Regions from separate parts of the Mus musculus genome. Here regions 1 and 3 are each linked to region 2. Evidence: chromatin contacts called from public Micro-C and promoter capture Hi-C data. All regions are on one chromosome and are shown on one strand. The core of a region is the stretch at or near the end of the contact, and the rest is flanking DNA. Distances in the headings are between cores, read along the strand shown. Region 1 has its middle 7.0 kb from the start of Snora34. Region 2 holds the start of B130046B21Rik (a long non-coding RNA gene). Region 3 holds the start of 1700120C14Rik (RIKEN cDNA 1700120C14 gene).

What was found. Promoter capture Hi-C pulls out the DNA fragments that hold promoters and counts their contacts. A called contact is a pair of places that touch in the nucleus more often than the background predicts.
Region 1: a Micro-C map of the G1E-ER4 cell line shows a contact between it and region 2, with 4 times the contacts expected there. The contact joins the enhancer-like site here to the promoter of B130046B21Rik in region 2. A contact is called at or near these places in 11 of 39 promoter capture datasets (the 3T3-L1 cell line, 3T3-L1-derived adipocytes, the HPC-7 cell line and 7 more), 2 of 15 datasets of contacts at CTCF or cohesin (the NIH/3T3 cell line and embryonic stem cells), 42 of 484 Hi-C or Micro-C datasets (B cells, the Ba/F3 cell line, the C2C12 cell line and 22 more), 6 of 115 datasets of contacts at active chromatin or transcription factors (T-cell acute lymphoblastic leukemia, embryonic stem cells, stem cell-derived neural progenitor cells and 1 more) and 2 of 9 other capture datasets (adipose tissue and embryonic stem cells).
Region 3: a promoter capture Hi-C map of hippocampal neurons shows a contact between it and region 2, with 2.2 times the contacts expected there. The contact joins the promoter of 1700120C14Rik here to the promoter of B130046B21Rik in region 2. A contact is called at or near these places in 1 of 39 promoter capture datasets (hippocampal neurons), 2 of 115 datasets of contacts at active chromatin or transcription factors (both in embryonic stem cells) and 1 of 9 other capture datasets (adipose tissue).

What each region holds. Positions count from the first base shown.
Region 1 is chr15:98,511,490-98,514,189 of GRCm38.p6, reverse strand. No RefSeq gene overlaps it. Among named protein-coding and RNA genes, the nearest start is that of Snora34, 7.0 kb to the left of the region's middle. Within about 2 kb of position 1,264, at least 182 of the 459 cell types and tissues checked have an H3K27ac peak or open chromatin away from gene starts, as enhancers often do. A contact at or near this core is called in 3T3-L1-derived adipocytes, B cells, the C2C12 cell line and 13 more, where this site is marked.
Region 2 is chr15:98,804,984-98,807,683 of GRCm38.p6, reverse strand. B130046B21Rik (a long non-coding RNA gene) reads right to left here and starts at 1,369. Exons shown (of 3, transcript XR_003951472.1): 1 at 460-1,369. Ddn (dendrin) reads left to right here. Exons shown (of 2, transcript NM_001013741.1): 1 at 1-79; 2 at 484-2,700. The coding sequence ends at 2,407.
Region 3 is chr15:99,250,416-99,253,115 of GRCm38.p6, reverse strand. It overlaps 1700120C14Rik (RIKEN cDNA 1700120C14 gene), which reads right to left and starts at 1,328. Exons shown (of 3, transcript NR_045627.2): 1 at 1,115-1,328. It overlaps Mcrs1 (microspherule protein 1), which reads left to right and starts at 1,155. Exons shown (of 15, transcript NM_016766.3): 1 at 1,155-1,254; 2 at 2,534-2,653. The coding sequence starts at 2,644.

The DNA of each region.
Region 1 (2,700 bases), core at 15-2,514, 290 kb after region 2:
TTCAGACTCCATTTTAGAGACCCTGACCTGAGTTTGAACTCAGGTAAACTGACAGGCTGGTACCTAGCATGAGTTTCCAAGTTGCCCCCCAACAAAACCCGAGCCTAGCTCTAGTCTCTAGGGTAATCCCCAACAAGACCAGCATTTCCAGGTTATTCCCCCAACAAACCTGCACCCCCAGGTTACAAGCCCACCCCCTGCCTAACGACCACCAATGCAGAGGGGAGCAGAATCTAAGTTTATGATGTGACTCCCAGCACCAGCCAATTATGCTAAAGGCCACAGGAGCTTGCCAATGAGATGCTTGCACACACACTCCCTGCTTGCTGCTTACTCTAAAGTCTTGCTTCATAGACATTCGGGGCTCCCCCACTACCAAAACCATCCTGAGTGATGGTGGTGCATTGGGGAGGCCTGAGCTAGCTCGAATAAAGACCCTGCTGTGAGTTACATCAGATTGGCTCCTGTCTGGTTTTTTTGGGGGGATCACTAACACTTCCCTGGCACAACACTATGGGGTCCAGTGCCCTCCTCTGACCTCTGAGATCATCAGGCATGCACATGGTGCACAGACATGTCTGAAGGTGAAATACCTATACTCATATAATTTTAAAAAATAATAAAAATAACAAAATTAATGATTATAAATCCCTTTGGGTGTGTCGAGGATCCTGTAGCCCAGTGGTTATCAGCCTTGGGGGTGGGCCAAGCAATCCTTTCACAGGGGCTAAATATCAGATATCAGACAGCCTGCATACCGGATATTTACATTGTTATTATCAGATGTTACATTACATCAGATTCATAACAGTAGCAAAACTAGTTATGAAGTAGCAACAAAATAATTTTATGTTTAGGACTCACTACACAGAAGGACGCCTAAGGAAGTGTATTAAAGGGTCACAGCGTTAGGAATGCAGAGGTCTGCAGCTGTCGCTGTTTTTGAGACCCGATCTTGCTGTGTAACCCTGCTGGTCTGGGGCTTGTCATGTGGCCCCGGGTGACCCCTAAGCCTACATTTGTCTTCTTGCCTTGGCCTCTCGAGCCCTGGCACGAACTGCAGCTCTGTTTCCTCTTGGTGAGAAATCTAGGTTTCCATTCCTCTTTCACAACGGACTTTCTGTTATGGCTATGTCTTCAAAATTTCCATCTACATTTTTTTTTTTAACACTGAGAGAATTCCAGGAACCTGAACAGAGCAGCTGGGCCCCGTGCCCTGTACTTCTTGCCAAGCCTGCCGACGGAATGCGGAGGGTGACTTTTGCTGTGCGTGACAGTGACCACACCATCTGTCTCTAGCCGTGTCTCTCCTGAACTATTCACATTTCACAAACGTGACTAAGTCACTTGTGCGTCATCCTTTTTGCACATTGCCCTCCCGGCTTTAAACAGTAACAACAGCAGAATTGCAGAGAGCGGAGACTTACCTGAGTACTTGGTCCTTATGGCTGAATGCCTCCCATTAGTCCCTCAGGAATGGTCTCTCGAGGGTGGTGGGGGTGGGTGGGTGGGTGGGGGTGGGTGGGTGGGTGGGGCAGTTCAACAGCTGATATTTGCTCCATCCCCAAGGCAGGGTGGCTTAGTACTGGTCTGGCACACAGAGGTCCAGAAGGTTCCTGGGGAGCTGTTGGTACCTAGTCTTGATGACAACTTATAAATACTGATTCTGACATCAGAGAGAATCATCCGTATCCCAGGCAAACAAACTCATGGCGAGAGGGAAGGCCAGAAGGAACAAAGGGGAGATAACGTCCTACCAAAACAACCTTTTTATCGGAGCTGCTACCAGGCCCACCCACAATCAGGGGAGGGCCTTCCCACACCAGTCAGATCAACTTCTTCAGAACATGTCTTCAGGCGAGGCTCCGTATTCGGTGATTCTAATCTGCGACAAGTTGACATTAAAACCAACCATAATATTTTTATTTTATAGATTCAGAATTAGCATCTATAGTAATATGTGCGTAAACTCGACACTGGTGGATTTATATAGGGAGAAGAGAGTAATTAGATTAAATTTTGAATAAGAATCTAATTCTGGAGCTGGAGAGATGGCTCAGTGGTTAAGAGCACTGGCTGCTTTTCCAGAGGTGCCCAGTTTCCCAGCAACCACAGGGTGGCTCACAACTATCTGTAATGTGATCTTTTGCTCTCTTCTGGCTTGCAAGCATACATGTAGGCGGAACATTGTATACATAATAAATAAATAAATAGGTCTTAAAAAAGAGAATCTAATCCTGTCAGTTAATAGTCAGATTGTTCTATGAGTGGACTAAATTCCTTTTATCACGGCACGTTTAGTCCTGTCATCAGGAGGCAGAGGTAGGCAGGTCTCTGAGTTCGAGGCAAATCTATTCTACAGAGCAAGTTCCAGGACAGCCAGGGCTACACAGAGAAACCGTTTCAAAAGCAAAAGCAAAAAAAAAAAAAAAAACCTAAACAAACAGAAAAATCTTTCACCTCCTCTAAGGCCAGGAAGCCTCACTTAAATTTCCATTTGTGGTAAACAATCACAAAGTAAGGATGTTGGAAGCGTGTTCATAACTCAAGGACTGCCTGTGCCTGTAGCTCAGAGGCAGAGCACACATGTGCCATGGGACTATCTATCCCTAACGCCGGGGAAGAAAGCAATGCGAGCCCACCCACGGAAGTACAGAATCCGCGTTCTCAAGACAATGTGCTGAGAAGCGGAAGTGCACA
Region 2 (2,700 bases), core at 120-2,619:
ATTATAGTCGTCGCGCTCCTTCTCGACAGTCCATGGACATCCAGGCCAGCTACTGGGCCCGTGGGCCCCAGAGCCGCACGTGAGTGAAGGAGGGGTGAGGGGCAGCAAGTGGTGGGGCGGGAAGTGGGGTCCAGACCTCCCCGCTGGCACCAGCAATTGCTGCTGTTCCCTTCTCTTTCCCGCGCCTCCCTCCCCCCACTCGTCGAGGACTGGGGCCTGAATCATTGAGCGCTGTTTAGGGGGACAGGAGTACTAGTGGCAGGCGGTGAGATGGGGGCAGTCGCTGTTAAAGTGTGCATGGAGAGATGGCGAGGAGTCTCATTTCGACTTTAGCCCTAACATATACGCACGTGCACTCGCTCAGACACTCACACGAACCCTCCCACATGGCTGCCCCAAGTGGTCTCCAGTGCTCCCAGCTCCCCGGACCTCGGCTCTCTGTCCCCGCAAACTGCTCACCTGGGTTCCTGCTCATTGTCCCAGGTGTAGGCTGCGCCCGGGATCCCCTGAGCCGCCACCCCGCCGACCCTGGGCCTCCAGGGTGCTGCAGGAGGCAACCAACTGGCGGGCGGGCCCCCCCGCCGAGGTCCGAGCCCGGGAACAAGAGAAAAGAAAGGCGGCGTCGCAGGAGCGGGAGGCCAAGGAGACCGAGAGAAAAAGGCGCAAGGCTGGCGGGGCCCGACGGAGTCCCCTAGGTCAGCCCCGCCCAGAGCCCCGGAACGCCCTTCGGGCAGCCCAACCTACAGGGTTTCCAGTTTTCTCCAGACCAGAGCGCTTCGGGCAGGTGGGGCGAGCGCCCCGACCATCCGTGCTCCCGCAGGGTGACCCAGGGGTTGCATGGGCGGGGCCATGGGGAGGCAGAAGGCCAGGGCCCCCTAGCTACGAGGCTCACCTGCTGTTGAGAGGCTCTGCAGGCACAGCCCCAAGGCGCCGCTGGGACCGGCCGCCACCCTATGTGGCTCCACCTTCTTATGAAGGTCCCCACAGGACCCTGGGGACTAAGCGAGGCCCGGAGCTCTCCCGGGCGCCCACCTCATCAGCCCCAGTTCCAGCCACCACCAGGACAGAGGGAGGGCGCACGAAGAAGAGGCTGGATCCTCGAATCTACCGGGATGTTCTAGGAGCTTGGGGTCTCAGACAGGGACGGGGACTCTTAGGAGGTGCTCCAGGCTGTACAGCAGCCAGAGCTAGGCCAGAGTCTTGCAAAGGGGCTATAGAGAAAAGCTCAGGCCTAGTTGCTGCTGGCCTGAACAGTGCTGGCGATAGTCATTCCCAAGGCAAAACGACTGGCGGTCCAGGCACGGACGCAGCTCTCTCTAGGTCCGCGATCAGCAGCCCACCTCGTCCTGTTCCCAGGTCCAGGCAGCACCTCAGGGGGTCAAGGAAAGGGAAAGAAGGAAGTGAGCAGATATGGCTTCCCACGTGTTGGCTTGCCTCCCCTAAAAAGCCTCCAGTTAGGCACAGCCAGACGCTCCCTAGACCCTGGGCTCCTGGAGGCACCGGGTGGAAAGAGTCCCTGGGTCAAAGAGAGGGGGCAGAACATGAGACCCTGGAAGTTTGGAAGGTGACCCGCCGTGCCCACACCCTGCCCCGCATTTCCCGAGGTCCCGCTGGTAGAGAAGGCATCTTTGTCATTGACGCCACATGCGTGGTGATAAAGTCCCAGTACGTTCCGACCCCTCGAACCCAGCAGGGTCAGCTCGTGCCCTCTGGGGAGTCGTGCAGTGTGAGCGACAGCCTTAGTCAACCCAAGCCCTGTCACGAGGAGGAGGGCGAGGGGGCCGCTGCCAACCCTTCAGTTTGCCAAAAGCGACTGTTGAGCAGTCGAGTCTTAAACCAACCGAGCGAGGGTCGCGAGTGCGAGGCCGAGGTCGGACAGCAGGGGGATTCTTCATTGGAGGAGCGCTCCTCCAGCGGTTTGGGGTTCCCTGTCGGAGAAGTGAACCCGCGAGACGCCCCCACGCAGCCAGGTAGCCAAGAGCACCCGACCTTAGGCCCAGCGGCTCCGGTATGCGCCGGCAGCTTGAAGGGCTCAGAAGCGGCTGGTGTCCCGCGGCGCGCGGGCGGGGGCTGGGCGCGGACTCCAGGGCCCTACGCCGGGGCGTTGCGAGAAGCCGTGTCCCGCATCCGCCGCCACACCGCCCCAGATTCGGACTCAGACGAAGCGGAGGATCTCAGCGTCCATAGCGGCTCCTCTGATGGAAGCGACACAGACGCCCCAGGCGCCTCCTGGCGGAATGAGAGGACCCTGCCTGCGCTTGGGAACACCCGGCCCAGGGAAGGCGGGAAGACAGCAGGGCTGAGCGACAGTATCCGGGAGATTGTGGATGTCATCAGTCAAACCGAGGAAGGCTTCATCCGAGAGGACACCAGGAAAACGCCACAGGGAAATAGAGAGAGGGAGTGAGCGATGCCCCTCTTTGTTCTCGTGTCGCTCAGCCCATCCACCCTGGGCTCACCTGCTCCTTCTCTCTCTCCAGGCTTCGTTTGCTTCCTTTTCTTCTTTCCCACCTATACCTGTTCCCACACTTGAAACAGAGGAGAGAGGAGGAACCAGGGAAGGTAGCGTCTGCCAACTCAAGGGTTAGTTTCAGGGAAAGTGTGGGTGGGCCATCCACACCTGCTACATTCGGTGTGGAACTGTTCCGACAGAGAAAGAGAAGGGGCAGGGATGGTGCCTGCGATGGGCAGGGCAGGGTC
Region 3 (2,700 bases), core at 79-2,578, 450 kb before region 2:
TTACCCACTGAGCCATCTCACCAGCCCCTCATCTCATAACTTTCAAGTCACTGTCTATTACCGAGGAAAGTTGGGGCAAGAACCTCAAGGCAGGCACTGCTTAGACCTCCCACATCTATCCAAACAAGAAAACACACCCCAGACTTGCCTACCAACCAGTCTGAAGGAGGCATTTTCTCAACTGAGCGCGAAGATTCTAGCTAGTTTCAAGTTGACAAACCTCTAACAAGCACACTGTATACCAGAAAACTTTGTTTTGGGAGCGATAAAGCAAATACATGCTCGTTAAATAAGTAACAGTATATTATGAAGAGAAGACTTGCAACTTGTCAGGGTCGTCCATTTGACACTTAAGTTCAGGATGTCAGGCACGCTGGGCAAACGCTCTTCCCGGAAGCTCCTCCAGCCAGAGCTGCTCCACTTTTGTGCCCCTCAAAGAAGGCATGAAAGAGCTATTAGAGCCCAGTCTCCCTAGCTTTCCCGGGCATCTCTCACGGCCCCAAAGTCTGGACGTCTCCTGTTCTCTGGGAACTAGTTCTTTCTTTCAAAACAGTTTCCTCAGGGAACACTGTCCTCTGAAAAGGATTCGGTTGGTTTGCTGGCTACCCACGACTGACCCCAGCAGTCTAGATGGAGTTCTTCTGGCGTAAGCAACTGGCGCCGCTCCTTCTAAGGAGTGTTTCCTTAGGAACGCGGCCACCATCCTGCATCTCCCCCTTAGACAGGAATTTTCGGGATCGTACTGTACGCCACAGTTAGAGCAAACTCTCCAACATGTTCCTCCAGTCCTGTGCTTAGCAAAGAGCCTGACCGAATCCCTTATCTGAAAACACTGGCAGATAAAACAATACAAGATTTGGTCCAGAGAGACCTACCAAGGTTAGTGCTAATTACGAATGCACGGCGGCCCCGCCCCTCCCAGCGTCGCCTGGGCGGGGTCTCAGCACAAGCCCCGCCCTCCCGCTGCGTTTTCCAACACGGAAACCTCCGCGGTTCCTATAATTAACACTGCCTGGTGCCTCCCTAAGCGCTTCTGCCAACCGGGAAAGCTGTATTTCCGGCTCCCCGCAAAATGGTTTCCACTAAGGCGCACGGCCACGCCCCTTCCACTTACGGGTCCAGGACGAACCGGAAGAGATCGTCCAACCCTTCGTTCGCAACCCGGAAGTAGATGTGTCTCACGGAAGCCGGCTTTGGCCCTGCGGCTCCTGCCGTCGCCGCGGAGAAATTGTTGGAGCTGGCAGCCTAGGAATGGTGAGACCCCGCGACTCGTCTCCTAGTGTTCTGAGTAGACCTGGAGGGTGAAGTGGAGTTTCCCAACGTGCCTCGGGGCACAACCCCACAACAAGATTTGGGGCCCCGCCCCGGTATCGCCCCGAAAAATCTGCGCATGCGTAAGTCCGATCAGGCCAGGCTCTGGCCTGCGGTGTTACGCATGCGCACAGGTGGCATGCTTGAGGTGGGATGAGAATTGTCTGGGAGTTGGTCCTGGTTCGCTACCACCGGCCTGTGGGCCTCAGAGCCAGATGGCGAGATCGATGCAGTAGTATGGAGCCGAAGAGTTGACTAAATTACCACTGCTCCCCAGAGTCCCTGAAACAGACCTGCACTGATCCCTCACCTTGGGGGTGCCCTGTCGGGAGGAGGGAAGGGAAGGAGGGCAAGCACTTTGCCTTAGTTGCTCGTGGGACTGGACACCTGCACCCCCCTTCTGTGGTACCCACGGAGCTGGTCGTGGAGCGTCCTTAAAGGCAGAGCCAGAACTTTGCTCTACGAGACGCCGGAGTCAGGAGGGGCGGGGCTGCCAAAGCGCTGGGTATTCATACAGTTCCCAAACCACGTTTGAATCGTCCGAAGGAACCACCCGCTTTAGTAAAAGCTGCAAATGGAAGGGAAAGCAAAAGGGTAGCGAGATAGTGGGATTCCATCTACCTTCCCAGGCTGTGGCCTGGGGGCAGGCTGGTGCTGCTGATTTGAGTAGACAGGCAAAGGAAAACAAATGAGTCAGGAATCCCTTGACCCTTTCTGGTTAACGTTCCAAATGCTTAATTTAGGATTCACTGGTAAAATTAAGAGAGATCTCTGAGCCTAATACGTTTTTTCCCACATCTTTTTATCATTCACACAAAGGCCTCAGTGACTCCCACATAGCTACTTATATTTTTTGTTTTTATTGTTTGGAGCAGAGGCTCACCATTATATAGATAGCCCTGGCTTGCTCTGTAGACGAGGCTGGCCTTAAAGTCAACAGAGATCCACCTGCCTCTACCTCTACCTCTACCTCTACCTCTACCTCTACCTCTACCTCTACCTCTACCTCTACCTCCGCCTCCACATGCTGGGATTAACTGTCAGAGCCATCAGACCAGGTAATAGCTACTAATGGTTAGGTGCAATTGAGAGTAGAGCTCTTTTGCCTCTTCCCACTACCTCAGACAGGGTGCACGAGTGCACGAGGATAAGGGATTGGTCAGTCAGTAGGTTTGGCCTGTTGGAAACCCGAGCCTGAGGGAGCCTTACCTCTCCTTCCCAGACTCTCTTCTCAGCATCCAAGCTCGCTTGGTCAGAACCCTTGGATGAGCCTGTGGGACCCTTCCTCCTAGCCCTGTGGTTTGGAGCCGGAGGCTTTGGGACTGTGAGAGGATGGACAAAGGTAGTGTGAGGCCCGGCCATCTCCCCAAGCTCTCGGGCGCCAGGCAG